Linked DNA regions of Capsicum annuum: region 1 is linked to region 2. Evidence: chromatin contacts called from public Hi-C data. All regions are on one chromosome and are shown on one strand. Each heading gives the region's core, a stretch centred on a gene start, on an enhancer-like site or on the middle of the called end of the contact. The rest is flanking DNA. Distances are from core to core; before and after follow the strand shown. Region 1 holds the start of LOC107842771. Region 2 holds the start of LOC107842773 (sulfoquinovosyl transferase SQD2).

What was found. A called contact is a pair of places that touch in the nucleus more often than the background predicts.
Region 1: a Hi-C map of leaf shows a contact between it and region 2, with 4 times the contacts expected there. The contact joins the promoter of LOC107842771 here to the promoter of LOC107842773 in region 2. A contact is called at or near these places in 3 of 5 Hi-C or Micro-C datasets (bud and leaf).

What each region holds. Positions count from the first base shown.
Region 1 is chr9:58,769,769-58,776,886 of UCD10Xv1.1, reverse strand. It overlaps LOC107842771, which reads left to right and starts at 1,555. Exons shown (of 2, transcript XR_007044827.1): 1 at 1,555-4,537.
Region 2 is chr9:58,414,765-58,421,125 of UCD10Xv1.1, reverse strand. It overlaps LOC107842773 (sulfoquinovosyl transferase SQD2), which reads left to right and starts at 1,268. Exons shown (of 11, transcript XM_016686797.2): 1 at 1,268-1,707; 2 at 3,269-3,335; 3 at 3,755-3,825; 4 at 4,009-4,126; 5 at 4,246-4,319; 6 at 4,560-4,615; 7 at 4,701-4,784; 8 at 4,982-5,069; 9 at 5,168-5,245; 10 at 5,508-5,564. The coding sequence starts at 1,373.

The sequences.
Region 1 (7,118 bases), core at 306-2,805, 360 kb before region 2:
GATTTTTTGCAGAATGGACAATCTTAAGACCTTAACTTTTACAAATAATTTTATGCAAATCAGTCTCAAAATATTTTTTTACTAAAAAAAAATAGAAAACAACAAACTATACAATTATACAAAGATTGAAAAGATTAAAAAAAAATTATAAATTAATTATTTATTTCATAGTTATTGTTAAAATCTATATTTATATATAAAGAAATAATGTAAAAATAATGATATGACATGCTTTTAAAATCACCATCCATACTGTGATCTTTTTAAGTCTTTTTTTTATTAACTAAAATTGTCAAAAACTAATTATAGTGGGTCATTAAAGTTGAAAGAATATTTACATTATAGTTGGTCATTAGAGTTTCAAGAATTGAATTGAGATAATGAATCATTAAGCTGCCTACGTGCCTTTTCGATTGCATTTTAGTCTTTTCAGGTTCCAAGGTTCAACATGTATTAATAATATTGAGTATATATTTCAAGATCAAGTTTTAACTCTCCCACAATTTTACTTCTTTTTAGTCTATTGAATCTTATAATAAAAAAAAAATAATTGTTCTTTTTGAGCATGTATCTTGATTTGAATTGTTCAGAAGACATTATGAAGGATTTGAAGAAGACAATTTAAGCAACAAATTAAAAATGAGATAATTTGTGTTTATTTCTTTGATACAAGTTTTTATTTACTTTTTATGAAAATTTCCATTTACTTTTTATCACTTTGAACAATTATAATTCTATGTGATTATATGCATGTTCTACTTCACGTTTGATTTTCTACAATTGTGATATTCGAAAATAAGTTTTTGCTTTTGGGCTATTCTTTCTTATTTGTTTTAGTTTTGTAGTTTCATCTTATGTCTGAAAGAGTGTATTTCACCAATTTTTTATTTGTTCATTAAATATATGTATGTGAGATAATGACAGAGTCAAAATTTTTATTAAGAAATGTCAAAATGTAAAAAAATAAATAAATGAAGAAGACAAAGAGTGTCAATATTAATATATATATTTGGAATAGAAAATAATGATGTGACATCTTTCATTGGTTAAAAAATACAATTTTTTTGATCTTTTCTCTATTTGTTTTCATTTATGTTCTATATTAAACAAAAGTTCAAAAAAGAAAAAAACTCTTTTAACTCTCTTAATTATATTAAATATGCAACGTTAGAAAATTTGAGTTCTCTTTTTTTTTTTTGAAATTTCTATAATGTGAAACTTAACAATCATTATTTTCATTACTCCCACAATTTTTTTTATTATCATAACCTATTAAATAATTAATAAGAAAAAAAATTATTTTAGCCCCTGTGTTAGGGCCTTATTATGATTTTAATTCCTGGGATTTTTAACTTTTCTCATTTAACCTTTAATTAATTAAAGTAAGCAGTTTTAATCCTTTAAGTAACAGTAGTTTGCAATTTTAACGGATCTTTCAATACAGTTAAGGGCATTTATGGTATTACACAATATTACTATTATTAACAATAAAATTTTGTTTTATCCTTCACGTGTAAAGAAATGTTTTTTCTTTTACATCACAACTAACAAGAAGGCTTCATTTCTATCATCTTTACTTGGACAGTGTGTTATTTTCTCTCTCCAACTCAACTTTCTGTTAATCTGTTGATTTTCCCTTTTTTCAATCAAATGCATAACTGAAATCAAAATTGATGAAATTCAAAGAGGAAATTCGTGGAGGAGCTTACGATAGAATGATTTTTGCTTCAATTATGTCAAATCGGATTTTCTTTCTCCATTTTTTTCAGTTCGACCTAGGGTCTAAGTTACTTGTATTCCTCTTCGATCTTTTTTCTTACAGACCTCGTAAATGTATTTTTATTTTTGAAATTTTTTATCTGTCTTTTTTATTAAATTCTCAATTTGGTGTTTTATTTGATTTGCATATCTGAAACTTTTTCTTGCATGGTAGCTCAAGTTTAGTAGCTCAACTCTACAATGGTATCTCATGTGTAGACTGGAGCTTTACATCTAGATGTAAAGACATTGAACTACTTCGGAAAACATATTTTCATAGATCTTGTTCTAACTATTGTCGTCGAGGTTGTTTTTGTTGGTAGGGTGGGGTATTGGTTGCTGAGATTACCTTGATTCCATTTTAATTTTTGTGCAAATAAAAAAATGAGAATGCCTTGATTCCATTTTGATTTTTCAAATAAAAAGATGGGAACTGCTCTGGCTGTGGTATGTTGTTTTCACCACAGTTTTCATTGTTCTTTCAATTAGTGAAAAGTAAAATTTCTTAACCCATTCTTTCTTGTACATTGTTAGTTGGTGTATGTTGGTCCTGAGTTTGTTCATCCTTATTTTAGGCTTCTAATTATCGCGAAAAAATTCGGTTCTAGTAGAAATTCTTAGTTATGCGTTGCTTAACTTTCATCATTATTGTGTTGTTTGGAGTTTAATCTCATGATTATGATGGTGGTTATCAGAAATAGACACAGGCCCAACGATTTAATAGTAGAGCATTGTGATGTTAACAACACAATCTACAGGTGAAAATGAGTGAAAGAGAAAGAATTTTATTGAACCTACATAAATCCTTAGTGATGGTTACTTCCGGTGAAAATCAGGTAAAATGTTACTTTTTTACTATTTAGTCATTTGAGGGTATAGGTGCCGGTCACCTCATCTCCTTTCTTACCTGCCCTTATTAGTAGCAGACAACTTTTTTTCTCGCTTTTCGTTCAATTTTTCTAGATAAAGGTTGGGTGGTGTAGGTTGGAACCGCATTTTGGTGAATTGCTTGCTTGAGTTAGAGTGGATTGAATTGATGCTACACCACCTCTATACATGATTCGTTTGCTTTGACATATGACCAGTATTTGGGGTGCATATTTACTTCACCTTCCTAAGCTGTTATTCGGTTCCCCTTCCCATTTTTCCTAAGCTTTTATCCGATTCTTCTTTTTTTCTTTTCCATTTATTTATTGTGGTAGGGATCCTCAAAGAAAGTGCAAGTTTCTACTGTCTACATTGTTATAATACTAAGAGATTTTATCTCCAAAACAGCAAGTGATGGTTGTGAGTGAAGGTTTTTCCTTATTTTTTTTAATGTCTCTCTTTTTTCGGTGAGGACTTGTTAAAGTTTATGCAGTCAACAAAATGCTAGCTTCCGTACAATGATTTTCCTGATAAACGCTATGGAAGACTTATGAAATAAAAATAGAATTGCCTCACCTGTGAAATTTTAGCTTCTATGTAAATTATGATGTGCTTTTGACTTTCGAGATGTGGATTTTATTTTCTTCTGTTTGCACCCACCTATGATTATTCTTCTGTTGTGGGCTTATTTTGCTCCATGCTACAACTTGATCTTCATCAGAAAAAAATTTCTTCATAAGAAAAGAAGCTGATCAAAAGTCAAACTTTCTCTATTTCATATAAAACCTCGTTTAGTTTTTGCATATTATTACTGCATTGTTGTGTGCTGTGGCTTTCATGAGATGACAATCTTGCAATAGGAACAACCCTTTCTCTTTTGTAAAATGAAATTGGAGAAATCTTTTAAATGAAAGGAACAAAAAGGGTGAGAACCAAAGATCTATTCAGAAACGTGCTTCAACATTTTTGCACTGCAGTATTGTAAGGATTAAGAAGTATGTATGCGTTCATGTCAAAAAAATTTATCCTTGAGATTTGATAATAGATTGCATAAGACGTTTCTTCAAAACTGTTGAGATGAGGATATGAAGACAGTGTAAGTTTTGATAAACTTGAAGTATGGGAGTCAGTCGCAGACAGAGCTAGTATTTTTCTCTCTCTGCAAAGCTTAAAGAGGTGTAGATGTCTTTCTTCTTAGGCTTTTGCTATTGAAACTTACAAAAACAAACCCATTCACATATAAAAAGTTGTAGCATCCAGTCAAAAGGAATACCTAGCATCTGTTTTTCATTATTCTCACATACATAAAATGAACTTCTGTTATTGTTTCAACCTTCTTGTCTGTTTTTTTCCTTTTTGTCTGAAAAATGAAACTTATGATTATTTCGGGTTCTAATTTAAAATTTAATTGGCTAGACTTTCCATGACTGAGTAAATGATGGTCAAAGGGCTCACAAAGTATGAGTACAAACAGATCACTCCAAACCTGCCAAGAGCAGTTAATAGGAGGATGGTGTCCTCGATAATGCTCCAAATTAAAATCACTATTTACTACAATAAACAAATTCAGATGCAGTCTTGAGCTGAACGAAGATAGTAGAGTGACGATAAATATCCATTTATAGTGTAATAGAGATGCTACATGTAGCGGTAGATTAATTTGTGTAAATGTCATGTTCTTTGTTAGGGACTAACGGGCTAGCTGTTTTCTATTGCTTAGAAATCTCTAATGGAATCTTAATGATTTAATTCCAGTCTTTCATAAATGTTGTTTTCGCACTTTGTGGTGCTGGTGATTCGGTTGTTATGTTTGCACCATACTATTTCAATGCATACATGTAATTCCAAATGACAGGTGTTACCGATATTCTGGCGGGTTCTGTTGATGCAAAGACACTTCAGCCTGATGCAAGTATGTACTTTAATTAACTTTAAATTGATGTTTTTGGATATTCGGCTTGAGTTTAAAGTTAAATTGCTTAGATACTTATTAAAAAATTAAATTAATTACTCGATTAATCAGTAAACTAATATAGAAATAGGATCGAATAAAAGATAATTGTGTAAGTTGCATTGAATTTTAAAAGGAAAAACACAATCAATTCACATACACTAGAGCATAATAAACCTTAAAGTCATCAAGAAAGAACCAGATATAAACTCACGTGCATAATGCCATCGATTTTCTCTCTTTATTTAAAGGATAACTTTCTTCTTATCCCTTGGATCACTGCTTACTCTTTTGCTATTTTGAGAAAGTGCTTCTTGTAATCTTTATAATGGGACGTACTGTTTTCCCATTTTTCCAATGATGAGTGGCCTTGTATCTTCTCTAGCATGCTCACCAATTTCTTTTAAAATAAATGCATAACTTCTCAATTGTTCTTGAGGTATCATTGTCTCATTAAATTGATTGAACTACAATATACAGAAGAGAATAAGTTAGTTAAGGTCCAATACAGACAACATGAGTAAAAAGAGAAAAGTAATTGCAATTTTTGTCACAAATAAGGAACTGGATTGCATTGATGCCACATTCTCAGTACTAGTGTTTGAAACGTGCAATAAAATAACATTTTAGAATTATTACCCTTGATGAAGAAAATCAAACTATATAACCACTTACTTCTGTAGCATTACTAGGTGTAGCATTACTAGGTGCCGAAGGACCTTCCTTTTCGCCTTGCTGATGGATCTATTGATGTTGAGCTTCAGAGTAGTTTCTTGCCATAAGAATAGGACACTTTCTACTATTATGTCCTAAAGTTCCATATGATCCACACTTCTTTTTTCTATTCTTTCTGATGCTTCTAACAAGGTAAGCTTATCAGAATCTGATTCTTTTTGAGTTGTCTCATCAATACCTTTCGTCCTTAATTTTTTTGGTCTACCTGATTGTGCTTTGTATATGGGTGGTAGTGGTGGTTCTAGCCCTGTCTTAGGCCATTGATTAATGCTAATAATTGGCAAGATTGATGGATCATAACTCTTCAAGTACTGCTTAACTGTGTAGCATTCATGAACATACATTTCAGTATCATCCTTCTTAACCCATATCGTTGCAATAGCATGATTACAAGGAATTTCTGTCAGTTCCCATCTCCTACAAGAACAAATTTACAAATTTTCTCCTTAAGACCAATAGAGAATAGCCTAAGATAGATGTCCTCAATTTGATAGTGAAATTGATTAGATTTAGTGATAATACATTTAGCAGCTTTGGCCTTATTTTTCTCTAGCTTCACTATGGTCCTTCGACAGTTTCTCCGGCAATACTGCATCATCTTGTCTCTGTTCTCTTAAAGTATGGACATCATGTACATCCTAATTGATTCAATCATTATCCAAATATGTTTGTCTCTTACATGCAGAAGTACATTATTGAATGATTCACATAAATTGTTTAATAACAAATCACACTTTAAAAAGGAAAAGAAAAAAAGCCCTTGTCGGAGGTTTATTAATGAACTATTCTGGGGATTTTGGGTCTATTTTTTCCATTTATTTCATACGCTTGGAGAATTCAGGTTCTGTAGTTGCCCTGGCAGCTGTCCATAGGGCATTTTTCAATGTTTGTCCCCCAAAACCTTCAGTCTTAAAATTACTGTGCTGATGTCTCACACAAAATCTGTGTGCAACATTTGGCATTGTCTCATCAAATGCTGGAATTAAACCTTTTTGCTTATCTGAAATTAAAGTGCATGCAAAAGGATTTTGTGAGATGCCCAAGTCCTCATCAAGAAGTGTAAGGAACCAACTCCATGTTTTCTTCAATTCACCTTCCACTATTGCGAATGCAATCGGATACATATCATTTTCAGCAATTCCTATTGCTGTCAATAGCTGGCCCCCTTTTTGGTTCCCTTTTAAATGACATTCATCAACTCCTATTATAGGTCGACATCTAGCTAAAAACCCCTGTTCATAAGCTGCAAAACACACATAGAGTCTTAAAAATCTTTTTCTACCATTGACCATTATTTTTGGATTTTCGTCCAACTTCAAAATACATGTTGCCCCTGGATTACTCCTCCTTAGCTCTGCATTGTAATTCCACAACATATCATATTGCTCTTCTCTAGTCCCAGTAATTAGATCTAATGCCTTCCTCTTTGCCATATAAGCTTGATTTCGAGTAATTGTACAATTATAAGCCCTCATCACGTAAGCTTTAAATTCTTTCACACCCCAAGTTGGATTAATTCTAAACTTTTCTATGTATTTCTTAGCTAAAAATCCAGAGTCAATAGTTTTGTCATCCCTTTGATTGCCACATGAATGGTTAGGGCCTATTGCCTTGATCATGAAAGGTTCATCTTGATTAGCCTTTGATGCAAATATAAACCATTCACAGCTTGGAATCTTGCAAGTTGCCCTCGACCTCCTACATTCATTTTTTTTGAACTTGATATCTTTTTTTTGACTCACAACATGTACTTCAACTGCCCATTTGAATTTTTTGCTATTACTGAAAATCATATTGAGCGTAAGCT
Region 2 (6,361 bases), core at 19-2,518:
CTTACAAATTAAATAAAATAAAATAAACTTTTTAAATATTTTATATATAAAAATAAAGATATGATGTAAACATGAATATCTCTTATAAAAAAAATATAGAATTAAAGAAAATTTATAAAAAATTACAAAATCAAATCTCTATGGACAGAAAACAGATTTTCCATTTAAGGCCAGATATTCAGTTTCACTTGATTCAACATTATAGTATAAGAAATAAATATAGACCCTACGGAGAAAATAACATGTTGCTGCCAAAAAATGAAGGCCCCATATTTGTGGTTCTAAATAAGCATATGCTATTCATAGTTTTCAATTATTCCACATTTCCGAGTGCGGAATTTAAATATGTCATCATGTTTTAAAAAAACCAATATATGCCACTAATTTAAAAAATTATAAAAATAAACTGTTTGCACAAAATAAGTATATAATATTATTTTTTTTTATTTTGATACCGTTAAAATAGAATAGTGCACTAAATGAGTACATTATTAATTATTTTTCATATATTGCACTTCTTTTGTGCATTATTCTCCTTTTTTTATAGTTTAATGCATTTTTTTAGTGCACTATTCATAAAATAAATGGATAGTGCATTAAAAAAGTGCACTATCCATTATTTTGATATCTTGTACTTCTTTTGTGAGATGAAATTTTAAGTATTTTATTATGAGATGAAATTTTAATTTTTTTTATAATATCAAATTGCAACATAACGTACAATGTAAAAAGTTATGTATTTGTATGTCAATGAATGCTGTAATTTTTTATGAGATGAAATTTTACGTATTTTATGAGATCAAATAATTTATAGTGTACTTTTTTAGTGCGCTGTCCATAAAATAAATGAGTAGTGCACTTATTTAATAAAAAAAAATGAATAGTGCACTATCCATATAAAAATGGATAGTGCACTTATTTAGTGCATTATTCTATTTTAACGGTGTTAAGATGAAAAAAAAAATATTATGCACTTATTTTATACAAACAATCTATTTTTGTAACTTTTTAAATTAGTGACATAGATTGATTCTTTTTTAAATATGGTGCAAAAGAATATTCATGTTAGAGTCTCCTTCTCATGGTCCATCACATTTAATTTTTTATTTTTATTTTAAATATTTAATATTTATATTAAAATTCGATTAATTCAAATTTACATTAAACACGACTCATTAGAAATCACACTTCTAACTAAGAATTTCTTTTTTATACTCAAGACTTAAAACCGATACTTTTAATTAAGCAAAAAGATGTATTTTTTCGTGGCATAGTGTTTTTATTATGCAAGCACTAATTCAAATACAATCCCCCTCCCCCCAACCCAACCCCGCAGATACATATTATAACCTCATTTAGACAAACTCTTAACATGTCCAATCTTTCTTCTCACTTTATAAATTCTTCTAACTTTACACCTTGTGATTCCTTACCTTCATTTTCCTCTTATTCTTATTCTTTTTTCACCTCTAGTTTTTATAAAGTTTCAACTTCAAGAACCTACCCCATTAGTTTAATTTCCACAAAGATCACCTTCTTACAGTATAAAAGCAACTTTAAAACAAACCCTTTCCAGAGAATTAGTAGTAATATGACAATTACTGAGTACAGAGATGAAGAAGATGATGAGAATCCTCCACTTTTACTTGAATCTGAGATGAAAGAGCCTAGGCGTATTGCTCTCTTTGTTGAACCTTCACCTTTTGCGTGAGTATTAATTACTCATTAAATTAATTATAGACCATTCTTGATTTCCTTTTTTTTTTTTTGTCGAAGATTCACTTTGTATAATTGTTAATTAAAAGTTGGGAAAGTTGGTTGCTTTTGCTTGCTAAATTTTGGTTTCTTGATTGTTTACGTTTGATATGTTGACTTTAGTTTATGTGATCCACTAGATCCATTTATTATGAAATCTTTATGAGGTTGTATGATTATGAGTTAAAGAAACTTTTGGATGTGTGGTGTTAGGGTTATATTTTTATTGGGCATAGTACATAAACAGACGCTCAAACTTGGCCTCAACTGGAATATATGAATTCTAACGTTGACAGTGTACATCTAGACACTTCAACTTGGTCTCAACTGGCAACTAAATGCTTTGACTCGTCCCCATTGTGTCTTGTGGGCACCCAATACTGACGTGGCACATAAATTTTGGAGGTGTTATGATGATCATTTTTTAAGTTGGAGTGTTTAATTGGCAAACTGGAGATGAGTTAGTGTCTGGATGTCAACTGATGCCAAGTTCGAGTGCCTGTTTATGTATCATGCCTTGTTATTATTTCATTATTATGCTTTTATGTAGAAGTGTAGTCATACATACTGACCATATGTTTCTTCGATGAAAGCATTTATTGCAAGAAATATTTTTTATTCATGTGTGCTGACAGACATTACTGTTTAAGAGTGGATTACTAACCATCTGAGTTGCATTATAGGGAAATGCCATTACTCTGCTTTGCATTTTGCAGTCGACTCTTCTTGCTTTGTGTGTCTTTTTTTTCCCTTGCAACATATTGTCATGTATCGGAATCCTGCCAGAGATCCTATGTTACTTTAACTAAGTTGATTGTCATAATGTGTTGTCAAATATCAATATTACAATGCAATTTGGTGTTTGATGAATCATATGCAAAGTTCTATGTAACTTCTATTTAGAAGTACAAAGAAATGTTTTTATTTTACTTGAATGGCATTGAGCATAAGTTGATAATGCAGTATCTTCTTTCTCATTTCTTCCTATGGACAGAAACTTCTTTCTCACTTTTATAGTGCTCATTACTGCTTCTTTACTTGAAGCTAATTGCTTTTCGCCACATTTTGGCTCTTCACTGGTCTTGCATGGTTCCTCAAGCTTACTCAACTTAAGAGGGATCCTCACAAGATTTGCAAAATATCAAACGTCATATTCTGTAAAGGCATTTTGTTTAAAATAGATAACCTTCAACCTTGAATATAAGTGATACTTCTTTCATCCTTTGGTTTGTCTTTTACTTTTAGGTGAGGGTTGGGTGGGAAGATCCTTTCTCCTAGAGTCTCTAGTGTCTTCTCTAGAAATTAGAATATTACCTTTCTATTTACATTGACATTGCAAATGTGATTTTAGACAAGATAGATTATAGTCTTAGAAAATTAAATTCATACTGAATTCTCTACTTCCATGATCAAGATTTATGCATGACTTCAATCACTTCTTACTCCCACTATGTTTGTTCTTCAATTGTCTTATTATTGATGAAAACCACTGTTTCCCTTTTGTGTAATACAGGTATGTTTCTGGATATAAGAACAGGTTCCAGAATTTTATAAAGTATCTCCGGGAAATGGGGGATGAGGTATATTCTATGTTTAACAATGATGATGTTAGTTTATGATGTCTGTTGGTGTTCTTTCGGTAGGGGGCCTGAATGACATGCTATAGCGTAACTATCTACTTGGGATATTTCCATGTTCATATTATTAAATCCAATGAATATTTTATGATATTATATCAATAAAAAATTTAATATCCGTTGGTCTTTTCTATTTTCTTTCACCTAAACCAATGTCAAGCAACTTGATATGCTTTTTCTGCACATTTTCAGCCAATGGTTATTCTAAAAGTAATTTAGCTCAGAGGTATCCTTTGATATAAATATACTCGTAGGCATAGTTCTTGTAGTCTATTAAGTGGAGTAGTATTTATGGCATAAGAATAGAAGATCTACACTTGACGATCAACTGCTGAACAGATCTTTGTGCATTTGTCACGCAGGTTATGGTTGTGACAACACATGAAGGAGTACCCGAAGAATTTTATGGGGCAAAATTGATAGGATCACGGAGGTTGCAACTGTTACCTTAAATATTTTTTGCTTTCCTTGTTTGAATAATTAACTCACTCATTTTTCCTACGTTACCTTCAAAGAGTTGAGGTTAAGGACTCCATGATTATGAAAAATTGTCAATATACGGAGCTTTTCCCGTCTCCTAAGAAAGCTTCTTTCTGAAGTATATCCTTTCTTGCAGTTTTCCCTGCCCCTGGTACCGGAAAGTACCCCTCTCACTTGCTCTCAGCCCTAGAATAATCTCAGAGGTAGCAAAGTTCAAGCCCGATATCATACATGCATCATCTCCTGGTATAATGGTAAGATTTCAGTTCTTTTCCTTCTTTCAGTTATGATATCATTGTTGCTATTGAAAAACTGAAGGGAATTAATGTTTTCCAGCTTCCTGTCTTATATAACTTTTTTTCCTTGTTTTTAGGTATTTGGTGCTCTTATCATGGCAAAACTTCTGTCCGTGCCAATTGTAATGTCTTATCACACACATGTGCCAGTGTAAGTTTGCTCCTTCCTTCTGGTTCTTAGCTCAAATCCATGTTGGAAAATTTGATATCTTAAATATACAACATTAACCCTGAAACATAAGTTCTATCTGACGATGAGGAATACTTAGCAATAAATCTCTGAAGCTTCTAGAATTATCTACACTATATCACTGGAGGACTTTACTTTGATCCTATTTATGTTTCTTTTCTTTCTCTGGATAAGTGATCTGATCCTCATTCTGTTCTTCAGGTACATACCAAGATACACCTTTAGTTGGCTAGTTCAACCAATGTGGATGGTTATAAGTATGTCAGTTACAATATCTTATCAATTGTCTGTTCTCTTCTCCCCTTCTTGATACTAATTAAGATGCATTTACTGCTCACCCAGAGTTTCTACATAGAGCTGCTGATCTTACACTGGTGCCATCTGCTGCTATCGCAAAGGATCTGGAAGCTTATAAGGTAGCATCAGGTAATAGGCAGAAACTTGAACTAGTCAATTGCTCTCCAATGATGATTTTAGTAATTAGTGACCGGAGAAAGAAAAAAGAAAATATACATCTTCTCTGTTCTATCAGAGCAGTTTTTGGCTGGATTCAGATGGTTTGCCATGAAAGCATTCTCCTAAAAGTTGGTCACTCTTTGCTTTTCTTTTTCTTTTGTTCCCAGCAAACAAAATACGTTTGTGGAATAAGGGTGTTGATTCAGAGAGCTTCCACCCCCAGTATCGGTCTCGTGAAATGCGAGTAAGGCTAAGGTAGGACCTCTCAGCTTAAAATTTGATACAGTATGAAGCAATCTTTAGTTTGTGCTGATAATTCTTTCTCCTTTGCTCCTGCTATTACTCACAATAAGTAATGGAGAACCAGATAAACCATTGATAGTCCATGTTGGACGAATTGGAGTTGAGAAGAGTCTGGATTTCCTCAAAAGGTACAACTCTTCCTTCGTTAATATACAACAACGATAATTACGCTTCAGTCTCAAACAATGGTCTATGTGAATCCTCACTATTCATGTTCTCAATCTAAATTCAACTCAGGCCAGCATTTTACAAAATAGTCTTCCTTCATTGATATGGGGGAAAATGTACTTGCAATTTTAACATATTGTATCAAGCAAATTATGTGCTTGTCAAGTTAATATGAAAATGCCGATAACTTTCACATGACATTGGAGAATGGTTTTGAAACAGGGTTATGGATAGACTTCCAGATGCTCGGATAGCTTTTATTGGAGATGGGCCATACAGGTGAGTTATGATGATTGTTTGCTTCTTGTTTCTGGAACATCAGCCGGAATGTATCGTGTTCTTTGCTAAGACAGTACACTAAATCTTGTTTCTTGTACCATAACCAATGTTCAGTTTACAGAATTTTTATTGATGTCGGTTTTAGAGAATGCAACATGATTGGACCCTTCGAGGGTTATTTACCCGTTCTCAATAGTATTGCCAGAATATTTACTTAGGTTGTGAGGTAAAAAATTCAAAAGAGACTTCCAATTGTAAGAAATGGAATGCTTACCCAAAAATCTCACCTGAAACTTTGTGTAGAAATTCTGATAGTATATGTCAGTTTTGGATTAATTGCTTAGGATTTCTTAGTTTGTTAAGGCTTAAGTATGTTAAATAATTGGATGCGATAGAGAACTGAGTAAGAAGTAGAATTCAGCACATTATTCAGCCACTTTGTCACTTTGACTAATCCCAGATTCTTTAAAGTGGGTGGGAATCACTTTGGTATTAGCAAGCCAGGTGGTGCGCTTATGATGCTCGTCATGCCCTCTGTAGATACTTGATGTGTCATCATTATATAGGTCAAATTACATTTTCTGGCATTTCCGTTGTCAAAAGTAAATTATTTACCTTCTTGGCATAAATAATAGTTAAGTAATAAATAGTATCTTACAATGCGATGCCAGCAGCTCTTTCTGACAAGACAGTTGTTTGCTTGCAAGAATCTACCGTCAAATGTTCCCCAGGGCTTTAGTTCGACGGTAAAGGTAGCTCAACTCTGAACATGTGGAAGGCGCATGCCACAAGTTTGA